2 separate regions of the Mus musculus genome follow, and region 1 is linked to region 2. A link is a contact called in public Hi-C data. All regions are on one chromosome and are shown on one strand. Each heading gives the region's core, a stretch centred on a gene start, on an enhancer-like site or on the middle of the called end of the contact. The rest is flanking DNA. Distances are from core to core; before and after follow the strand shown. Region 1 has its middle 55 kb from the start of Zfand3. Region 2 holds the start of Zfand3 (zinc finger, AN1-type domain 3).

What was found. Hi-C and Micro-C count contacts between places; a contact is called where the count stands out from the background.
Region 1: a contact with region 2 is called in a Hi-C map of the N1E-115 cell line, with 2.7 times the contacts expected there. The contact joins the enhancer-like site here to the promoter of Zfand3 in region 2. A contact is called at or near these places in 1 of 484 Hi-C or Micro-C datasets (the N1E-115 cell line), 4 of 115 datasets of contacts at active chromatin or transcription factors (CD8 T cells and embryonic stem cells) and 2 of 9 other capture datasets (adipose tissue and pancreatic islet).

Annotation. Positions count from the first base shown.
Region 1 is chr17:29,947,614-29,953,429 of GRCm38.p6, reverse strand. No RefSeq gene overlaps it. Among named protein-coding and RNA genes, the nearest start is that of Zfand3, 55 kb to the left of the region's middle. Within about 2 kb of position 2,194, at least 31 of the 459 cell types and tissues checked have an H3K27ac peak or open chromatin away from gene starts, as enhancers often do. A contact at or near this core is called in CD8 T cells and the N1E-115 cell line, where this site is marked.
Region 2 is chr17:30,002,768-30,008,634 of GRCm38.p6, reverse strand. Zfand3 (zinc finger, AN1-type domain 3) reads right to left here and starts at 3,596. Exons shown (of 6, transcript NM_001356265.1): 1 at 3,327-3,596. The coding sequence starts at 3,397.

The DNA.
Region 1 (5,816 bases), core at 945-3,444, 54 kb after region 2:
GTTAGGGCAGAATTGCAAACATCTGGATTTGGGAGCTACTCAGGTGAGCGTCTCATGATCCTCCCCACCCTCTCCAAGAGCAACCTAGGTTCTAGTAGCCCAGCTGTGATAATCTTTGTTGGGCAGGAACAGCTGGATTCCTGAATGTCGTGGCAGTTCATCTTGGATGTCCCATTCCCATACAGGAGGTAGTTTCCATTGTTTTGATTGGCATAGAATTCCCCTGCTCAGGTATACTTGTTTCTCCCTGCTGGGTGGGCCAGCCAGCTTGACTCTACGAGTTTGGAACGTTATGGGAGGTTAGATCTTGATATCAAGCAATGGTATTTTAGGACTCCTGCTATTGGGATTGATCCATGACAGCTGGGAGACCTGACTACTTCCCTCTGAACTCAGAATTCTAACCCACCTTCCTCTAGCATCAAGGGCCTCGCGTGTGTGCGCGCGTGTGTGTCGGGGATAAAGGGTGTTCAGCTATGGAAGAAACAAGGAGAATCGAGAGGGATTCTAGGAGGAGCTAAAGATATAGAAGTAGTTGAGCTAGTAAACAAGATGACAGAAGATGATGGGGAGGGGGAGTGGGGTGGTGGTGGTGAACACCTATAACAGGCCCCAGTGGATTTGGCCAAACCAAAATAGAGTCATCCATTCTCAATGCCATAAAACCAAACAGACATTTTAACAGACAGATCCCCCAAAAGATATGTTTCCCCTGAAAACAGGAGGGTCTAGCGCACCTGAGTTAGTAAGATAAGGAAAGGCTCTCTGAGTTTTGAAAAATTACATTTATTTATCTTATGGATGGGGCACACGCATGTCACAGCAAGGATCTGGAATCCAGAGAATAACTTGTGAAAGTTTGTTCTTTCTGCCTTGTGCATTCAGAAGATAGAATTCAAGTGGCGAGCAGACATTTTGCCAGCCCCAAACCCTCTGTTTGTTTGGTTTTTTTAAATTTTATTTATTATTTTGATTTATGTGTACTTGTGTGGGTCTGATCTCCCTGGAGCTAGAGGTAGAGATGGTTGTGAGCTAACCACCTATGTGGTGCTGGGACTCAAACTCCAAAGGAAGAGCAATCTCTCTCTCTCTTTCTCTCTCTCTCTCTCTCTCTCTCTCTCTCTCTCTCCTACATGGACTCTTAACTGCTGAGCCATCTCTTAAGTCCCAAGACCCCCTACTTAAACCACTACAAAAAAGTGACTTGAATTTATTTGATGTCAATCATTGGGCAAATTTTCCCTTTGCTCTCATTCCCTCTCTTGATCCCATCTTACAAGCCCACTATGCTGGTTGGTGTTGCATGTGGTGTTGCATGCTCGCTCTGTCTGCAGAGTAGAGGCTGCCCTGGTTCACCAATCACAAAGAAAAGCCAAGCAGATCCAGAATGAAATTGCTTGTAATGCTATGTTTCAACAACCCAAGGTCTTAGCTCATTGCTCTTTGGCAGAGAGTTTCAAAGGGGGCTTCCAGGGCGCTGAACTTGGTGATTATGTGTGGGAGGGACAAGGGACTGGAAGTGGCTACAGTTCCTCAGAAGGAATAAATTAAGAACTGGGCCAACTGGGGTACCTCTCCTTCTGCCCCATAAAGTCTCAGGACACCAGCCAGCTCTGTCTTCATAAGAGAGCTGGGATTAGTTGTTAGATCCGATTGAATGGCAGCATCAGGTATTTGAGTCCTCACTGTTCTTGACAAGACCAGTAAGGGGTTCGCCATATACTCACTACCTACCAAGACTAGTAAGCAAGAAAGGGGGAGTTCAAGAAAGGCCAGCTACTTCTTCTTTTCACCTGCTCCCCCTGCCCTTAGCTCTGCCTTTCCCTAGGACACAGCAGATACAATCAGCAACTTGTTTTTTTTTTTTTTTTTTTTTTTAATAAAAAGGCACTTTAGGGCTTTTATGCAGGAGGCTGAGGCCCATTAAGACACAAATTAAATCTTTGTGGCAACAGCCAGAGTGTGGAGGCTCTGTATGAGGAGGGCCCCCTCACTGGTGTGGCAACTCCCAGCTCTGACTTCCACTGGCCTTGAGTCCCACCCCGCTCCCTGCTCTCCCTCCAGGATTAAAGTGCATCTTAGAGACTGGAAGGAAATTAATCAGTGTTTGCATGAAGGAGGTTAGAGAGCAGGCCCCGAGTGAGTCAGAAGAGAAGGAAGCAGGTGAGGGGGGTGGGCTGGAGGAGGGAGACAGGAAGCAGCTCACTGCCTGTACTCTACTCTCTGCCTCAACCCGCCACCACGCGAGGAGGGAAGGACTGTGCTCTCGGCCATTGCACATTGCACATTCTGGGACCACTCACACAATTTCTTTTCTGTGTCCCTCCTCCCCACAAGCATCTCTCTGCAACTGCTTCAGGAACCTGAAAATCCTAATCTCCCTTCCCTGGAGTCACGGTTAAGGGTCCCAAAGAAGTGTGTTTAGCCGAGGCTAGGAGACCCCAGAACTTGCGTGTGTAGAAGAGACTATTGGCTCATACCCCAAAAAAACCTGTGGTAACACCTACTGGACTTGGGGTCTGGACAATGCGGGGAGGGGGGGTGGGCGTGGGGAGGCTGAAAAGTCAGAGTTGGGTCCACAGTGGAGGGGGCAGAGCTGTTGCCAGGGGGCGTGGCTGTTGCCAGGGTGCCAGCTCCTTATGTCTCTACACTTGTGCAGTGGCCCACCTGTCATTCATTCATTTCTTCAACAAATGTTTATTCTGCGCCTGCCGCGCAGCTGGCAGGAGGCTAAGTACTTCAGTTAGGGCGCAATGAGAACGGAATAGAGAGTAATTTTGTATTTCTTTTTTCCAAGAAGCACATCCCCCACCCCCTTCCCAGCAATTTGAATATTTTTTGAAATCAGGATTCATTTTTCACAAGCCCTGAATGTTAGAGTTGGTTGTCTGCGGTGTGTTTGGTCTTCTTGGACTGTTCACACCACGGCAGCTTAGAGGTTGTCTTAGAGTTTTACTGCTGTGAACAGACACCATGACCAAGGTAACTCTTCTAAGGACAACATTTAATTGGGGCTGGCTTACAGGTTCAGAGGTTCAGTCCATAATCATCAAGGTGGGAGCATGGCAGCATCCAGGCAGTCATGGTGCAGGAGGAATTGAGAATTCTATATCTTCATCTGAAGGCCACTAGGAGAAAACTGGCTTCCAGGCAGCTAGGACAAGGGTCTCATTGTCCACCCCACAGTGACACACTTCCTCCAACAAGACCACAACTACTCCAACAAGGCCAGACTTTCTAATAGTGCCACTCCCTGGGCACTAAGCATATTAAAACCACCACAGAGATCCGTGGGCTGGAGAGATGGCTCAGCAGTTAAGAGAACTGACTGCTCTTTCAGAGGTCCTGAGTTCAATTCCCAGCAACCACATGGTGACTCACAACCATCTGTAATGGGGATCCGATGCCCTCTTCTGGTGTGTCTGAAGACAGTGACAGTGTACTCACATACAATAAATAAGGCTTTAAAAATAAAAAAAGATTCAGATCCACGTACTGTTAAGGCTCTTAACAAGGTGGCAGGCCCTGCTCTAAATTCTTTTTTTAAATTCTTTTTAAGTTGTGTGGTGGTGGTACATGTCTTTAATCCCAGCGCCCAGGAGGCAAATGCAGGGGGATCGCTGTTAGTTCGCAGCCAACATGGTCTACAGAGTGAGTTCCAAGTCTGCCAGGGCTACACAGAGAAACCTTGTTTCAGAGAAAAAACAAAAAACAAAAACAAAAACCAAAAAACCAAACAAACAAAAACCTAAACATATGTATAAACAAAAAAACTTTTAAAAAATTAGTTAATTAATTAATTAAGGAGATGTCCAGGACAACTTTCAGGACTTGGTTCTCTCCTCCTGAGATGTGGAACCTGGAGATCCAACTCAGGTTATCAGACTTGGGGGCAAGTGCCTTTGCCTGCTGAGCCATCTCAATGACCCCCAGAGGCCCTGTTTTAAATGCTTGTCATGTGACTTTTCCTAGGGTGATGTAAAGAAAAGTCCATTCACCCCAAACAGAAAGTCTGGGACAGACTAAAGAGTTTTCCATTCAAGCCAGTCTTCGAAAACCACCGAGTAGGTGATTCCGAAGGCAGCCTCACTGCCAGAAAGTACCTCAGCTGTGCCTCAGAGCTGCGGGTGTAGTTTAGCACGTATAATTGCCAGCACCAAATAACCCAGGGGAGGTGGTACGGGCACCAGGATTCAAAAGGCTGAGGTAGGGAGAGCTGGAGTTCAAGGTCATCCTTGGCTACATAATGAGTCTGAGGCCAGCCTGGGCTACATGAGAGCCTATATTAAAACAACAATAACCAGAGTTCTAATGTCTAGTTGACTTTCCATCTCCTATCTAGCCTTTGAGAGGGGTGGGAGGGGCCTTGTGTGCCTCTATCTTCTCCCATGAAAGAGTGCTCTAGGCCTGGCTTGTCAGGCTCTCCTGCCAGCTCCTCAGAGATGCTCTGATTTCACGATAGCAGTGGCCATGTCTAAACCAGGGGAAGCGACTACATAAAAATGTTCATCAGGTCTCATGAAGCCCAGGTTACGTGAGCTCAGGTAATGAGGTCCAATCTCTCAGCTAGGCAGGAGCAATTCCAAACCCAGAATCCAAGCCACCACTGCATCTTGAGCTATCTGAGAGACAGGTCTCCTGTAGCCCAGGTTGGCTTTGAACTCACTATGTTGCCATTGGCAGCTTTAGCCTTTTCATTCTTATGTCTTTGTTCCAAAAGCTGGGATTATACTGTGTACCATCATTCCTGGGTTTAGCACATTTGTTGTTGTTGTTGTTGTTGTTGCTTGTTTTTGGAGACAGGGGGTCATGTATCTCCGGGTGGCCTCCAACTCACTATGTAGCTGAGGGCAAACTGGAACAGATCCTCCTGCCTCTACCTCCGGAATGCTGGGATTTCAAATGTGAGTCACCGTCCCAGCGTTATATAGTGTTGGAGATGCTAAGTGAGCTCCCTACCAACTGAGCCACATGCCCAGCTCCATTCCCCAACCATTTCTGGATTGAAATTAATATTGTCCCCATTTAAAAGATGAAGAGATTGGTGCTGCGGAGATGAATTTTCATCTGTTCCTCAAACAACATGGAACTGCCTAAGCTGCCTTGCAAACATCAGTTTTCAGCCTAGTGACCAGAGTCGGGGCGGGGGGGGGGGGGAAAGAGGAAGGTGGAGGAGGGACTCTGGACATGGCCATGCAGAAAGGCTTTGGGGCCTGTGGACCTTTCCCTCTCTCAGAAGAGCCCCATTTCACATCCCTTTCTCTGGGTGAACCCAGATGTGGTTAGTCATAGAGACACCTGCCTGCTAGCCATTCTTCCCAGACTATGAAGGGTACAGGGTGGGGTGGAGAGGGACTTGGGAGATGATGGAAGATCAGGGAAGAGCCAGCAAAGCAGCCTGGTCCTTCCCAGCCCCTCCCGGAGCAGATGCCTTGAAGCTCTCCTGGTCTGTTTCTGGCTGGGATGCTCAGGCTAGTGAAGATGTCTTACAAGAAGGAGACAAGAAGTTACTAGAAACCCCTCCTCTCCTTACTAATTGCCGTCTAATGCAGGCTGAAAGCCAACTTGGGAAGTAAAGAGCCTAGGGTGTTACCCTTCTCTCCTCTATACCGTGACCCTACAGGCAAATCTCCAGTTTTTTAGTCGGGATGATGGAATGGATTCTCTGCAAGGAGGCCCTGGGCAGGAGTTCTCTGTTCTTCTCCCTGTGTCCCCTCTCTCCCCGCCTCCCTCCCCTCTCCATTAGTTACCACCTTTCCCCAGCCCAACTCTGCCAAGGGCTGGGAAATGAAGACCTCACCTGCCAAGAGGAGCCA
Region 2 (5,867 bases), core at 2,347-4,846:
AGAAAGAGCTCAAAGCTCTCCTATTTGCCAAGCCCTTGTGATTGCTGTCCTGACCAGACAATGCTCAGCAGCAAATACTAAAGCCTGAGTCACTGGAGAAAGCAGCAATTCTGAAGGAACTCCCTTTACTCTCACAATGCCAGAAAAATTCTGTAGAGAGGATCCTCAGCAAAGGCCTGGGTGTGGGCCCTGGCTAGCTCACATTAAAGACCTGCAGCTTCCAGAGTGCTGTGCCTGCCACACAACAGTTCTTGGGAGCCTCCTTTTTGTTTTTACGGAAGGAAAAGACGAGGGATATCTTACATCCCTTGATGTCCATCCACATCTGTATTCTTCCCAGCCATGACATGTTCATGCCACTGTGGGGGCTAGCCCCGATTACTACTTCTGACAGGTGTTCTCTATCTCCAGATCTGCCAGCACTCCATAAACACATATACCACCACATCCATCCAAACATACAATCACGCCCACACACCTAGCCACTCTCAAGATAACCAGTAACCTTCCATATCAAAGGTCATCCTGGCAGCCAAGCTTGGCGTTCTTTATTAACTCGCCATGTCCTCGGGATGAAGGTCCAAAGGCCTCAGCACTGCCCACGCAGCCACAATCTCCACTTCCTCACCTCATTCCCAGCTGACTCCTCTCTACAATCTATCCATGGCCACCCTGTTGCTCACCCTCTCCCTCACTTCCTGGCCTCCATCCACTCCATTCCCTCTGCCTCAAACACTCCTCCTCCTCCTCTCTACCATGTACCCTTCTTACACCATGTCCTTGCTGAAGAGTCACTTCCTCCAGGATCCCCTCTTCCACCTCCACCTTCCCAGGGCAACTGCTTCTCTCAGCACAAGGACCACCTACTCAACTCCCAAGCTACTTCTCTCCCGCCTCACACACCTGAGGATGTGCCAAGACTCTCACCCACCATTACTCACAGAGGCACTCAAGTATCTGTGTTGAACATATTCTAAGTGCCCCTGATCGACATGGTATAATTATGCCCTGTGCAACACAAGAAAATGATTAAAATCAGCTATGACATAACAAAGACAATAATTTGGTTACTCTTTGGCATGAAATACAAACTACACACGTGTCTACAATCACCCTTAGGAAAGGTTTTAAAAGGGTGTGTTACAACGTGTTACCAGGTAATTACTAGCTTCGTGCTCACTACTTCTGTTAGGCAAACCCAAGCTCGTAAGGGGGACAGACTGAAAGTAGAAATGAAGGAAGCCTGGGTGCTGTGGGTCAAGACTTCCGCTGTCTGCTCCCACCAAAGTCTCGTAGCCTGACTCAAAATCTGCTGGCTGAAAGCAGGGGCTTCCTTCATCCACTTCTCCAGCTTCTAAGCCTTGGTGAAAGCAGGGATTGCCTTCACTCTATTCACTAATGGTCCCAAGGACATAAGAGCAGGTTGCCAGGAAGCAGACCTCTCCACACTGCGCAATCACTGAGGTGGGCACTGGGAGCTACTTTCTAAGGCCACATGTCCCACAGTAAGTTACAATTTAGGGCTTGTGACACTACATTTTTCCAAAGTGATGTCATAAATGTGATGACACTAGGCTCTCTGGAGCACTCGCCCACCACACCCTGCACTCCCTACAAGGAGGAGCAAGTTAGCCATCCCATCATCTGCATGCCTCCCATCCAGTACTAGCTAACCCTGTCAGATCCCTAGGAGAATTGGACTATCCATCCAACACTTCAGCACTTCACAGACAAGCCAATAACTCCAACAACTCTCACTGTAAAGTCTTTGGAGCTGGTTAATTTTGATGTGTGGTTTTTTTCCAACTTTTTTTTTCATAATAAAGTTCAAAATAAACTTTTAAAATGTTTTAAATCAAATTAAAATTCAAAGAAGACTCTACGGCTAAAACACTGTTACATCTTTGGAATTTCTGCTAAGGCTACAACTTGTCCTAGATCCCTATCCTCCTCTGAAGAATTTTTTGAAAGGATACACTTGAAACCTTCCAGAGATCTGCATTACACTGCACTTTCTACTCTTCTTCACTCCTAAGCATGTCTTTAATTTCTTTATCAACCATTCCTGGAGTATAAAATAGCTACTTCCCAGGGTATCTTCACTAGAAACAGCCAATTTCGTTCATATACATCCCAACACAATCTTTAAAAAGGATAAAAAGCCTGACTCTCAAAAGCTGCTGTAACTCTCCAGTAACCTTACACAGAACTAGTCATGAGCTGTGACCATTGCTTGTTAGGTGACAATCTAGAAAACCCAAAGTGTTCCAAGGACCAACTATAACTGCTGGTAGGAGTGGGGGGGTCCCATCTATCTATCTAATCTATTTGTAACTTCCCCCAACTCACCCTAATGAGGCATGGAATTCTATACTCTGTGTAGTGAACATTTAAAAAGAAAATTTTTAATAGGGAAAGAGAATTTGAGAGCCAAGGAAGGAAGGCAACTCTCACATTCCACAAGCTAGGCTGGCTGGAGGTTCTGTTGAGAAGTTTCTGTTTTCGGTTCGGTTTAGTTGGGTAGGGGTGTTTATCTGTTTGGGGGATTCCTTGTTGTTGTTTGTTGTTGCTGGTGGTTATGATGATGGTGGTGATGATGGTGATAGTGGTGGTGGTGGTGGTAGTGGTGGTGGTGGTGGTGGAGGAGGGGTTTTTTTGGACAGAGTAATTTTACAGACTCCCTGAAACATGTTTTAGATTAAAAAGTAAGACCCTCAACAATGCCTTTTAACTTTACACCCCAAGCCCAAATTCTGGACCCTGGATCTGTTCAAACGTATGACGTGTGAACAGCTTCCTAAAAGCAAATGGGGACTGAGATATAATTTAGGAAGTGATGATGCAAATCTCCCGGGGAGCAGCAGGGAGGAGGGGAGGTGAAAAAGTCAGAGGAAATACCCTCCTGATGGCTGGGCACCAACTCATACCAAGATGAGGGGGAGGCGGACTGGCCTCCACAGGCCAAGGGAAAAGGAAAAGGGGCAACCCTGCCCCGTCAGAAGTGCCAGCGCCGCCACCTCGTCCCTCCGGCTCACCCGTGGCCCCTCACCCCAAGCCGGCCTCGGGCCAGCGAGTCCCACAGAGGGTAGCGCGGCCCGAGCGGTCCTGGTCCTCCTGCTCCTCTTATTCCTATTCCTCCTCTTCTTCCTCCTCCCCCCCCCCCCACCAGCGTCCCCTTCCCGCAGCCCTCCTCAGGCCGAGGCCGCGGTCCCCGCCCGCTCCCCCGAGGCCCGGCTTCCGCGGCCCAGCTTCCCGGGGCTCTGGCCTCCCTCGGGTCCCCACCGCCACCCCGAGGCCCGAGCCCGCGCCCCTGCCCCCACACTTACCCCCAGAAGCCGCAGGGACAGCGAGGCGGCAGGCTGGGCGCTTTGCTGCGCTCGCTCCCGGCGTCTCCCATGGTGCTCGGCGGCGGCGGCGGCGGAGCTCGGAGGCGACGGCGGCTGGGCCTGAGCCCCCCTCGGAGGAAGCGGAGGCGGCGGCGGCAGCGGCGGGGGGCGCGGGGCGGGGGGAGGGGGAGGGAGCGGGCGCGCAGGCGGGCGCGAGTCCGGAGCTCCGAGCCGGGATTCCAGGCGGGTCAGCTGGAGGCGGGCCGCACCACTCGGCCTGCGGAGGGGGGGGGCGCGGCGAGGAGAGGGAGGGGAGCTGCGGAGGAGGGGCTGGGCCGTGCGAGCCGGGGAGATCTGGCGGCCTTGGCGGCTCTCTCCGCCGCCCCCCAGCCACGGCGCTGTCCCGTGCGGCGGCGCTGGCGGGTCCGGGGCTGGGTGGGGAGGAACCCGTAGCCCCCGCCGGCAGTGGAGTCGCAGCGGCCGGCTGTGACGCCCCGGGCCCCCGCTCGCTCCGTAATCCCCTCCCCCGCCCCGTAGACTGCGCTGACCGGACAATGGCCGCTCCGCCCCCTCCCCGAGGCGGACACCCCTCCCGAGGCGGCGCGATGGTCTCGCCCGGGGGAGCCACCGCCGCCGCCGGAGCCCGACGGATCAGCTGGGATCCGGGCGTGCCACTTTGTTCAGAGCCTCGGAGGCTGGGCGGTGCGTGCTCCTCCCGAGTTCCTCGTGCGAGCCGCCTCTCAGCCCTCCATCTTCCCAGGACTTTTACGAGAGCTAGCCTGCGCTCCTGGCTGAGGAAGGAGAGCGGGTTTCAGAGTCCTGTGGGGGAGCTTTGCCTCCACCCCCCAGCTGAGACAAATGGTACGCCCCAAGCGGGCCGGGGGCCCAATTAGTTGTTTGGGGTGACTTGGGTCGGTCCCAGAGCGGCGGCGCATGCGCCTGGAGACCTGGTAGTCTGTCCAGAGCTGGGTGGAGCGTTTCCAAACCCGGAAGTTGCCTAGGTGTCCTGCGTTCACCGCTGGCCGTCTGGGTCTTCAAGGCCACTGTTCTCGCGCCCCTGATGAGTGCCGCGAAGCGTTCCTCCCCAAACTGCCAGCCGCCGGAGAATCTCGCTTCCCATTTCCCCTACTCCCAACCCACTCAGACAGTTCCCCCGGAAAAGTGGCCTCCGTCCTGCCATAAATGAATTTCAGGAACATCTCTAGATAGCAAGTCGTGGGGCAGAAGGAACTTGCCCAAGTGTTTCACCCCTCTGATGTCCTCAGTTGGAGTACCCCAGGTCCACTCCCACTATCTTGATTTGGAAAACCTCCCTGGGGTAAATATGGTTGGTTTGGGGGAGAAGATTTAACTTGATCCCTACTGGACATTAATAAGTGGCCAAACTTGAGCCGTTGAAAGAATTCTTTAATATTCCTTACCACAGTCCTAAATTCTTTCTGTTCTCCAGTCAGCGGTGACCAGAATAGTCCACTAGCGATCACTAATTTGAACACAAAAGAAACGTCCACCAGAACTCTTGGAGAAGTGACCTGACCTTAAGGGGTTTGGAGCCAACTTAAAAGTCCAGAACTTACGGGAAGGCTACCATGTACCCTCTCAACTCCAAGGGAACCCAGCCCCAGAGAATATTACTTAGACTAACTTTATTACCAAATAGTACTTTTCCTTTCCTTTATATCAGTTTGGGCATTCTCTGAGTTTGTTTCCGCTGACATCCATTCTCATGGCCTCTAAATACCTAAAAACCAGGAATTACACTGAGTTTAGAATCCTTGCAACAGTACAACTGAGGGAAGACAATGATCACAAAACTTTAACGCCACAGTGTTTAATTCTGATTTTGTGAACATTCACGCGCCTTCAATAGAACAACTGTCAAAAGTGCATAGGAGCTGGGTGGGCATAATGGTACGTGCCTTTAGTCACAGCCATCCTGAGGCAGAGGCTGGCAGGTTTTTGTGAATTTGAGGACAACGTGCTCTACATCATGAGCTCCAAAATAGCCAGGACTCCATAGACATACCAAGACTGGGGGGGGGGGGAGGAATGAATAAACATATACAGCATTCCTCATTCTCATGCTACCCTCAAATCTTCTCTCCAACTCATGGAATTGCCACATAAAAAGAGGCAGCCTTTAAATCTAACAGGAAGATGAAGTCCCCTGCCCCACTCGCATCTCTCTGTATTGGCTTCTTGATGATTGTCTTTTCTGTAGAAGAGAAAACCCAAAGGAAAGCTGGGTGTGAGTGTACTTGTTGCCCAACAAACAAACCACTCACCTGTCTGCCTGCCACTAATTCAGCAAGCATTTCTTGAATACCCAAGATGTCTAATCCCTCTAGAGACAAGAATGGTTCATACAAAGAGGCTTCCCAGCAAGTTCAAGCTCCCTGTATCCAGGAAGTAAGATCCTTAGCCTTCTATCTTCCTCCAAGACTCTACCCACCATTCTCCATCATGTCCCCTACAAGTCAGCCCCCTGTCGTTCTTTCCTAAATGCACCTTGCTTGTTCTCGCATCATTTCCCCTGACTGC